2 separate regions of the Mus musculus genome follow, and region 2 is linked to region 1. Evidence: chromatin contacts called from public promoter capture Hi-C data. All regions are on one chromosome and are shown on one strand. Each heading gives the region's core, a stretch centred on a gene start, on an enhancer-like site or on the middle of the called end of the contact. The rest is flanking DNA. Distances are from core to core; before and after follow the strand shown. Region 1 holds the start of Dpy19l3 (dpy-19-like 3 (C. elegans)). Region 2 holds the start of AW146154 (expressed sequence AW146154).

What was found. Promoter capture Hi-C pulls out the DNA fragments that hold promoters and counts their contacts.
Region 2: a promoter capture Hi-C map of pre-B cells shows a contact between it and region 1. The contact joins the promoter of AW146154 here to the promoter of Dpy19l3 in region 1. A contact is called at or near these places in 1 of 39 promoter capture datasets (pre-B cells) and 1 of 484 Hi-C or Micro-C datasets (CD4 T cells).

What each region holds. Positions count from the first base shown.
Region 1 is chr7:35,751,107-35,756,647 of GRCm38.p6, reverse strand. Dpy19l3 (dpy-19-like 3 (C. elegans)) reads left to right here and starts at 2,194. Exons shown (of 19, transcript NM_178704.3): 1 at 2,194-2,393; 2 at 3,892-4,033. The coding sequence starts at 3,931.
Region 2 is chr7:41,497,783-41,503,323 of GRCm38.p6, reverse strand. AW146154 (expressed sequence AW146154) reads left to right here and starts at 3,434. Exons shown (of 4, transcript NM_001033530.3): 1 at 3,434-4,030. The coding sequence starts at 4,028.

The DNA of each region.
Region 1 (5,541 bases), core at 945-3,444:
GGCAATCCAATGGAGGTTCTCTGAAGGGGAAGCCAGTGCTCTTCGCGGCTGAGACATCTCTCCAACCACCCCCTTATTTATATTTTTTTATGAATGTTTTGCCTGCAAGTCTGTATACCCCGTGCATGCTTGACGCCCTTGGGGATCAGAAGATGGCATTAGATCTCCTGAAATGGGAGTTACAGATGGTTGTGAGCCACCATGTAGGTGCTAGGAACTGAACCTGGGTCCTGTGACTTTAAGTATGATTCTAATTACATCTTTAAGATCCAGTTTTATTTGTGTGTCTGTGTCTGTGTGTGTGTGTGGGGGGGGGGGGGCGGAGGGGTCCCAGGGAGCCAGAAGAGGGTGTTGGAGCATCTGGAACTGAAGCTACTGACTCACATGGGTGTCGGAGCCTAACTGTGGTGCACCAAGTACTCAATCTCTGAGCCATCTCTCCAGCCCCTCCTCTTGCTTTCTTCATTCATCAGAGTGATTCCCGAGGGACACCTGTCAGCACTGCCACTGACAACATCACAGGAGAGCAGGAAGGCTCTTTATAGGACTTTTATTGTATGTGTATCGGTGTTTTACCCGAATGTATATATGTGCACCATATGCCTGTCTGATGCCCACAGAGGCCAGAAGAGAGCATCAGATGCCCTGGAACTGGAGTTACAGATGGTTGTGAGCTGCCACATGGATTCTGGAACCAAACCTGGGTCTTTTGGAGGAGCAGCCCTTAGCTGTTGAGCCATCTCTGCAGCCCTAAGGTAGGATATTTTTAGTGTAAATAAAGGTTAGTAAGCATCGCCCTTGAAACTCCAATCTGGGGGGGAAAGGAATGAGGCCCAAAGGTCAAGTACACTCGGGCCTTAAAGCAGACCCTGTTTAACATAAGATCCATGAGAGGAACTCATCATTTCTGTTAGCAAACTTTACAGCAAGTATTCTGTGCTGGGATCCTTGCCTGCAGCTGGCGAGGGTTCATCTAGATCTGCAGTGGAATGGGGGAAATTCCTTCTCCTTCCTCCATAATTTCCCTTGCCTTTCTATCGTGCTTCACTACAACTCATCGTCTTGCTGCATGCTTGTGACAAGCCAGTACTCTATGTCTCTGCATATGGCCCAGGCAAGAGTTGGACTTGTCATCCTCCTGCGGCAGCCTCCTTCCTCAGCAGGACTACAGGAGCGCCATCTAAGACCTTAAATCTCAGACTTTACTCTTAGTGCGCACCCACTTTCTATGAGAAGCACTACGACCCGACGTTCTTATGACAGTTCTTGCCTCGTGTTACAGACATGAAGCAGCAGCTGAATACTGTTCCCCTCAGGGACATGCGCCTCACACCAGTTACATGTTCCACAAATCACTTTAAGTAGGTGTGGGGTGAGGGGCTATCTAATAAAGCATTCTGAGCAGTGTGTTCTTGGTATTAACAGTCGACAACCAAAAGAGAAAAAGATCTATCAGGGACAGGTAGCTAAGAAAGGCAGGGTGTATGGAACAATTTTTGTTGGAATTAGATGACAGGCTGCCTTTTCGTAGGTACTGATCTCAGTGGGCCATCCACTACCAAAACTCAGTCTGGCGCACACCTTCCTTTAGTCACAGCACTCAGGAGGCAGAGGCAGACGTGAGGCCAAATTGGTCCACACGCAATTTCAGGCCAGCCAGAGCTAGAAAGTGAGACCCTGTCTCAAAGAGAGGGAAAAGATGCTGACAAGCAGTTTAAAGATAAGAGGAACATCTAGGACTCAATACTGAAGGTGCATGTTAAGGAGGAGAATTAACAACAAAGGCCAGAGCAGTACTACGGCGGCGGCGGGAGGATGGGTGTGGATGGGTTGGGGGTGTGGGGACTGAGAGGCATGTCTTTGGAGACCCAAAAGTGTCTGCGGATTTTATCACTAAACAACGTCGAAAGTGCATATAGCCGGACATTGGAGGCAGGAGGTAGAGCTGGGAAGGTCCCCCGAGACTGGGTAACCTTTCTTCGGGGCACCAGGGACTCCGAACACAGGAACAAGCCAAGCTTAAGACCTGCCTCGGAGCCTAACACCCCCAAAACAGCCCTCTGAGCGGAAGTGTACCTCTTCCTTCCGGTGTGCGCCGCACGAGACGGGGCGGGGCAGCGCGGGAGGCGGGGGCGGGGCCTTGCGTTGACGAACAGCTGCCGGGACCAATGAATGCAGCGGTAGCGGCCCGGCCTCCCCGGCGCGCCCCTTCCCCGGGCTGTAGACGCCCCCCAGGCCCATCCTTGCAGCGCGCCGCACAGAGCCGGGAACAGCTGGGTCCTCCTAGTCTTCACCTCGCTGTAGCCCGTGAAGTGGGCGCGTCCCTAAGGCCTGGGTGCTCGGGGTGCTTCTTTGCCAACCCGAGCCGCCCCTGAGGACTGCTGAGGCCGCAGGTCTGTGGCTGGGGGTCGGGCCGCGAGGGGACTGGACGCGCAGTGTCTACGGGACACGTGGGCGGGGCGTGGGAGGGAGCGTCTCAGAGCGGGAGCGAGTGTCGCGAGGTTCCCCGGGCCGGCTAGCACCTGGTCCTCGCGTGGGCTCGCCAGGTGCGCAGGGGAGTGGCTCCAGGTGCGGGGGAGTGGCGCGCGTCCTGGTCAGTAGTCCAGGAATTGCCTTAGGGTCTCTTTGCTAATGTCTGGCAGGGCTTTGAGTCCGGCTGGCCGGAGCAACTTTTTGTTTCCTAGTTGGGGAGGCTGTTGCCATGCAGACGGGAAATGTAATTAGCACCTGGCATGTTTGTTAACTTTCTGCTTTACCAGGCTCAGGGTAGATGTAAGGTGGGCCCCCTGTATAGCCCTAACCCGCCGAGGGCTAGCAGGGAGGGTATAACTCCTCAAGAGGGGACAGGATTCCAGCTGTGGCTGCAAGACTTTGAAAAGATTTCTTCTCTCCCCCCCCCCCCCCCGTTTCTTGTGCTTTTTGAGCACACTGCATTTGAGTCTGTGTTCAGTCTGAGCATTTTTGAATGAATGAATCTTAACAAAAGCATTGTGTGGTGTTGGCTTCCTCTGTTGTATTTAGCAAGAGCCTTTCCGTTAGATAAACATAGACTTTGGTAACTAGAGTGCAGGTTGGATTAGCTGCCGAAACAATCGCGTCTGGCTACTCCTCATCTTTAATAGATAATTAGTAAAACGCTATTCATTAGTCAGAGGAACCAGGCAAGATGTTCCCGGGGGACTGAAGCCAGCTTACTCACCACCACCACACCCCCGCCTCCCCCTCATAGCTTCCAAACTAGGTAACTGCTCCCGCAGCTACACCCACAGTTGCTCCCCAGAGAGAGCAGCCACCCTGACTGGCACAGCCCCGCACTGTCTTACTGTCTTTGACATCCAGGCATAAAGCTTAGCAGGGATTTTTTTTTTTTTTCAAAGAACACAGGTGCTAAAATTCAGGTATCAGAAACAGTGTTTCAGTTCTTCAAAATCTGGCTGTCACAAGTTTACTAGGAATCCCTCCCACGTGGTCAGTTCTGTGGGAATAAATCAGACCCACTACTTTCTGTAGGAACTGTAGAAAATAATGTAAAACTGTGTCACGCAACAAATCCCACAGTTAGTGTTACGGAATCAGGGAGGGAAAACATCACAAGGGTGCAGCATCCAAGATGGCTTCCTGGAAGAAGTCCTGGGCATCTTCACGTGGCTCACCTGTATCCCTACCTGTATCACTCCCTCTTGGCAGTGCCTGCTGGAGGAAAGGTGCTTCGTCAATGTGGTTTAGTTAAACATTTGTGTTGTATCTTTAAAGGCTGATTAAGATTTGTTTGGGAGGGTCTGCTGAGCAGGGGACAGCAGGCTAAGACAGGCCATTTAAGCACATAAGGGTGTGTTGGGTAAAGTGGGTGCTGACATTTCCATGGGGCATTCATCTGGATGTTGTTTGTAGGAGTGGTTGGAAGAACAATGCGTATGAGTCTTTGACATCATGATGTACATCCGGCAAAGAAAAGAGACAAAACCCATAGAAGTTTCTGAGGATTTTCCATCACCAAAAGAAGATGTGAAGTTGGAAAAGAAATTGCCATCTGGTAGGTGGTTGGAACTAAAGCAGTATTTTGGATTACTTTTCCTTCTGCGTATTAACATATGTCACGATCTAATAGGGTAAAAAAAAAAATTGGTGCGATGTATGAAGGACACTTGTTCCAGCACCCAGAAATTCTGACTGTACTCTGATTATATTGGCTTTTCAGCTGTAATCAGTAAAACGGCTTTGATGAGAAGAAATCCTTGGTAAGTTATGTGTTGATTAAATTACAGTGGCAGTGTCATTAGGTCCTTTAGAGAGATGCTCTGCCTGCCCTAGCCAACTGTCTCTTTCGACGGGTACCTTGTCTGGTGTGCCCTGCGCGTGTGTGCTGCCCCTTCCAGGTACCCTCATCTTGGCTTAGTCTCATTTCACTAAAGCCTTTGAAAAAGAGATTTAACATTTTGTATTCAGGCAAATTCTTGAAGTTACCTCTTTTTCTTTATTTAGGCAGTGGGTAGGAAGGGAAGGAAAAAAGAACTTGGTGAATTGTTTATATAATGTTGAGCAGTTGCTAGGTAATTAAATGTGGCCAAATTTCTTTTAGTGAGCATAAAGAACTCCACACCCATCAGCCATTTTCTGTATGGGACATAATTAATCCTTTGTAGGCCAGTGAATTCTTAGCAGCCAGAGCTAGTAGGTAGCAGAGAAAGCTGTTTAATAAGATAAAAGGTCTCTCAGTTGGAAAGCTGGACCATTTGGCCAAGCTGATGAAAGGCATATTAGGTAATTTGGAGTAGTTTCTGATGGTGTGCAGTTAAAATCTATGTTAGATTGTGTCTTTTTTTTTTTTTTAATTACATGTATTTATTTGCCTTGTATATGTGGTGGCTGAACAGGGCATGCATGTGAGGCTCTGAGGACAACTAGCAAGAGACTGTTCTCTCTTCCCACCTTGTGGGTTAAAGAAATTCAACTCGGGTCATCAGGCTGAGCAGCAAGCATCCCCACTCACTGGCTGCCTCGCCAGCCCCTGGCTTGGTCCTTGTTTCTGAAGATGTATTTGTGTATTTTTACGTGTATGAGTGTTCTGCCTGCACATGCACTACATGTGTGTCTGGCGTCCCCTGAGGTCAGAAGTGGGTATTGGCTTCCCTAGAACTGGAGTTACAGTTGGTTCTGAGCCACCATATGGGTGATAGGAACTGAACCCGGGTCCTCTGCAAGAGCAATGAATGTTCTTAACTCCTGAGCCATTGTTCCAGCCCCCATTTTGTTTTATTTTTTAATTTAAAAAACAAACAAAAAAAACAACCAACAACTTTGAAGATGGCTCATTTTATGAAATCACATCAGAAAAAAAAAAAAAAAAAAAGCAACCTTGAAAATAAAAGACAATTTTAAAAAGAAGGAAAACCTGCTTCGGCCAACCTGCTCATCCAGGGAGTAGATGACGGTATTCATCTTGCTGCGTGAATGTTTCGTCTGCACGTGGCTACCCTCAAGCAGCCTTATAAAGCGAAGCAAGAGCCATGCGCTGCTCTGGAGCACGCTGCTCTTCCCGTT
Region 2 (5,541 bases), core at 2,185-4,684, 5.7 Mb before region 1:
CATCCTGAGGGACATGTGTAATGTGTACTCACTTATAAGTGAAAAGTAAGTCTTATAGTATAGGATACTCACGCTACAATACACAGAACCAAAGAAGCCAAATACATAGGAGGGTATTGGAGCTTGAATCTTTCTCAGAGTAGGAAATAAAACAGATATTGGAGGTGGAGGGAGGGAGGGCCGTGGATGGGAGAGGGGGAGTTGAACAGGGCAGGGATATCAGGTGTAGGGTAAGCAGGGGAGATGGAAAGGAAATTCAGAGTGGGAATGCATCTCTAGGATGTGCCAGAGACCTGGGATTGGGGGAGACCACAGGGAATCTTTGGGGGTGAATCTAGCTGAGACACCTAGCAGTGAGTGATATGGTGCCTGAAGTTGCTGCTGCCTGTGGACGGGTAGGCTTCCCAATAATGGGATGGAAAAGGCAAAACACCCATAAAACCTTCCACATAGAAGGTCCTACCTGTAAGAAGTGCAGGGACAGGAATGGAATAAAGGTGGATTGAGTGGTCAAACAATGATTGGTCCAGGTTGGGACCCATTCCATGAGCAAGAACCAATCCCTGACACTATTAATGATATTCTGTTAAGCTTGCAGGTAGGAGCCTAGCATAACTGTTCTCTGAGAGGCTCCACCCAGCAGCCAACAGAAACAGATGCAGAGACCCTCAGCCAACCATTAGATGGAGCTCCTGCATCTTGTGGAAGAGTTGGAGGAAGGATTGGGTAATTGGAGGAGGATGAGGCTCCACAGGAAGACAGAGTCAGTTAACCTGGACTCTTGGGGACTCCCAGAGCCTGACCCACCAACCAAAGAGTGAGCATGGGCTTGGCGACCTTAACTCCCCATACATGTGTAGCAGATATGCAGCTTGATCTTCATTCAGGGTTTCCAACAATTGGAGTGGGGTTGTCCCTGAACCTCTTGCCAGCCTGTGGATACTATCCCCTTGAATGGACAGCCTTTTCTAGCCTTGGTAGGGGAGGGTGCACCTGGACCTGCAGTTACTTGATGAACTACAGTAGGGTGGGGTGGAGGGGTGGGGGATGTGGGACTAACCCCTTCTCTGGGGATGGGGAGAGGGTTGAGTGGGGAGGAGAAGCTGTGTTCAGGGGACTGGGAGAAGAAGGAGGCTGATATTGGAATGTAGAGTGAATAAATACATGAATGAAGAGAAAAAATGATTGCTATCAGTCATGTGTTGTCTATGTTACAGAATGGAATCAAGCCCTTTGGTTTAAGATTATGTAAGCATAGGCTTTTAATCATTAACCCCAAGTTACGAGTTTAAGTTAATTCAGTTATAGATATTACACACTTTTTAAAACCATATCCAATAACTTATAAGCCAATAGTCCTTTAGTGTTTGACTCTGACTTTAAAATCATAGCTGGGCAGTGGTGGCGCACACCTTTGATGCCAGCACTTGGGAGGCAGAGGCAGGCAGATTTCTGAGTTCAAGGCCAGCCTGGTCTACAGAGTGAGTTCCAGGAGAGCCAGGATTATACAGAGAAACCCTGCCTTGAAAAACAAAAAACAAAACCAATAAAATGATGCCTAGGTGTGAAAAGGGGTAAGCCATAACTAATTTTCTGAGCCAGCAATAAAGTAGAACATTATAAATCAATGTTAGTATCATCAATATTTAAACAATATTTCAATTCCTATTATTATATTAACTCCAGTGTCTAGAAAACCCAGAGGTGAACTTTGAGCCCAGTAAACTAGCTACAGGAATGAGAAACAACAATTTTTATGCTTTGAAGACCAGTTGGAAACCAGCATGCAATAGCTATGTGCATTCTTACCCATAAAATAACAAATCTTTTTTTTTTTTTTTTAAATAAATCTTTTTTTTTTTTTAAAGATTTATTTATTTATTTATTAAATGTAAGTACATTGTAGCTGTCTTCAGACACTCCAGAAGAGGGGGTCAGATCTTGTTACGGATGGTTGTGAGCCACCATATGGTTGCTGGGATTTGAACTCTGGACCTTCGGAAGAGCAGTCGGGTGCTCTAACCCACTGAGCCATCTCACCAGCCCAAAATAACAAATCTTACAAGAATAGAAATCACAGATTCATCCATAATTTGGAGAGGAGCTGGGTCTGGCACTGTGCAGTTGGGGGCAGAGCTCTGGACATTACAAAGCTATCCAATGAGCCCCAAGTGCTATTTGTGAATTGTCTATCTCCAAATCTACCTTATACATACTTGGTGTTCTAAAATGTTAAGTTTTTCTCGACCCAGCTTTCCTGCCAGCTAGACACAGGTAGGAGAAGGCAGAAGAAGTATCTGAGCCTGGGGTAGAGTCTGTAGCTTCTGAATACAATCCAAGTCAGAGCATCTCATATTGAGAGACAACTTCACAGTCAGTTAGATGCAGGTGGGGTCGGAACTATGTATGCTGCACCCGGAGCTCCCTGAGCCACTGTGCCTTACAGCCTTAAGTCAAAACACACAAAGACAGATCAGATACCTAAGACAACGATATTTAGAATTGGCCTTTTCTGCTTCTAAGTCCGTAAATTCTTATATTGTGCCTTCCTCTAATTTAGTCGCCCCCCTCCCCCACCCTATGGTAACACACGAGGAAGCACTAGACAAGTGGACAAAACACAAAACAGGAGTCAACAATATAGATTGAATTGGTGTTACACAGAGGTTTCATCAATCTAGGAGAACTTAACCGATGGGAGACTGTTTCAGCGGACTCCTTGTATAATCCCTGGAATTCCTGGTATCCTCTGGAAGTCTCTGATTAGTTGGACAGCCTAGGCATTGGGACCTAGCTGAAGTTCTCAAGTGCGGGGTTACTTAAGTTTCTACCTCCCAGCGTCAGTAGAGGGCGTTTCCAGAGCTCCCATGGCAAATAACTGATCAGAAAATAACTGATGGCCCTGGATGAACTCCCAATTACGTAGAAATTACTAAAACAAACAAGCAAACAAACAAACGATAGGTATCTCTCAATTGCCCGAACGGGTGTACAAACTCCATCCCCTTAACCAGAATCCAGGAACCAACAGGAAGCTTACTGTTTTTCTCCGAGTCTGCCATTCACCCCGGGAGTCTGCAGAGGGAACGCATTTCCCGGAGACCTTGGCTGGGTCAGCCCACCCCTCGATTATCCGGAATGAAGAGCGAATTTGGGACCATTATTTCCTTATGCGCTTCCATACCTTAAACCTGAGTTTTATTGGAAAACCAAATCAACCATTTCCGTCCAAATTTGAAGCAACCGTTTATTAAATATTAAGTACTGACCAAGCGGTGGATCTGGATCAGAAATATCCACAGAATTTCCCAGCTGGGATAGCCCCCGGTCACATGTTGTAGGGCTTTATACAGATAATCAATTTGGCCACCGTACTTTCCCACGAGGACTTGTTACTTACAAAGAACTACAATTCCCAGCATTCCTAGAAGTAACCTGGTTCCTGGGCAGGTGAGGCTTACAGGTCAAATTTGGGAATTACAATTTTCAAGCTTGATTTCCATTACATATCCACCTTCATTTCCGGAGGAAGAAGGGGAAGTGCCTAATGAATAAAGGTAGTTCAAGCAAGCTCCAGATTCCACCACGACTTAGAAAGCGCAGGGTCGTTGTTTACAAAGGGGAGGAGCAGGCAGCTGGGCGGCAGGAGCTGAGGTGATGGGTCCTTCCCGGTGCGGGATGGAAAGACAGACGGGTAGAATACAGACACAAGTGCTACTGAAATGCAAATCTCTATGTATCTGGAAAAGGTCTGGTACTGTACTGGAAGACCCGGCCAGCAACCATCATGCGGAGTCTCATCTGCACACCCTAACCCTCAGGGAGGTACTCGCGTTACTCAAGACTTAAGGGCCAATCAGAGCCTTGAGGTGGACCTGCCAGTCAGAAAAGGAGGCGGGATCTTCCGGGTGCCTTGCGGCAGCTTCAGCTCTGTAGCGGAGCGGGCTGGAAAAGTTCTGATTGTTTTTCTCTAAGCGCTGCTGCTGGGTGCTGTGAGGGAAGCTCTAGCAAATTGCTAATTCGCGACATGGTGAGTGCAGAGCCACTGCCCACAGGGGGGAGGAGCAGGCAGTTGTGTTGCAGGAGCTGGTATGGTGGCTTGTCCCTGGGTCTGGGTGGTAAGTGTGGCCAGATCTGACCACCTGTTACTTCCCTTTTTGTCCTAGTCATTCCCTGAACCCAGCAGTGGATGTGAATAACTTCGCTATGAGGGCTGCATCTGCTCAAAGCATCTGGCACAGAGACTTGTGTGTGGAAACATCCTTAGCAGGATGTCAAACTCAGGCCTAGTTTCTCTTTACTTCTAAAAGTTAACTCCCCTATCATTTAACATTTAGCTGTAAGACCTATTTGGAGTTAATTCTGTAGAGGTTGTAAAAGGCATTTCATGTTGGGTAGCACTCCAATATCAAACTGTGATGAAGAGTAGAATTGATGATGTTAAAGGATTTACCAATGCTTAGGAGATAGTAAGGGACAGCAAGTAGAGTTTAGCTGAGGGAGGAATGCCTCTGAGACACCCTACAGATAAGTAGTGTGCTAACCAGACCCGTTAGAGATCAGGATGCTAGGATAGATATATTTGTTCACTAGGATTGTCCAGAAAAGTGCTCCAGTGCTTAACAAAGGAGGCTACTCTGATTGGCAACCAGCCACTAGGGCCATCCTCATAGCAAAGAACTGGCTGCTCAAGGGAGCGTTCTAGAGTCCCAATCAACATTAAAGGCTGTTTATCACAAAGTGCTGCTAGTTTTCTTCTTGAGAAAAAGCATAGTTCTGCCATATTCGCAGGAGAACACCGGCTGGCAACTCTTTGAAAAGGGAAAACACTGTTGGGTCCAGGACTGGCTTGATCAAGCAAGGCTTTCTGTGAGGCCCTTATGTATAGAAAATGGCATAGCTCTTTCTCAAACCCAGGAACATGCTTGATAGAGCCAGGTACGCCCTCATGTATTGGGAGTAAAATAGAACTCCTTTTCTTTTTCTTTTTCTTTTTCTTTTTCTTTTTCTTTTTCTTTTTCTTTTTCTTTTTCTTTTTCTCCCTTTTATTATTATTATTAATTATTTTACTTATTTACATTTCAAATGTTGTCCCCCTTCATGGTCTCTCTTTCATAAACTCTCCACCCCAATCCTTTTGCCTCTAAGACAGTGTTCCCCAACCCAGCCCCCAACTCCCACCTCAGCCCTCTAGCATCCCCCTCTGCTGGGGCAGCAAGCCTCCACAGGACCAAGCTCCGCAACTACCACTGATGCCAGTTAGGGCAGTTCTCTGGTACATATGTAGCAGGAGCCATGGACCCACTCATGTATACTCTTTGGTTGGTGGTTTAGTCTCTGGAGCTCTGAGGTGTCTAGTTAGTTGATAGTGTTGTTCCTTCTATTTGACTGAGTCCGCAGACCCCAATAGAAGAGTTAGGGGAAGGACTGATGGAGCTGAAGGGTATTGCAACCCCATTGGAAGGGCTCCTTTTCTAGAGCAAGGAAGATGCGTGAGAGAGGTCAGCATGATCTGAGGAGGCCTCTGGGGAGGGGTTACTT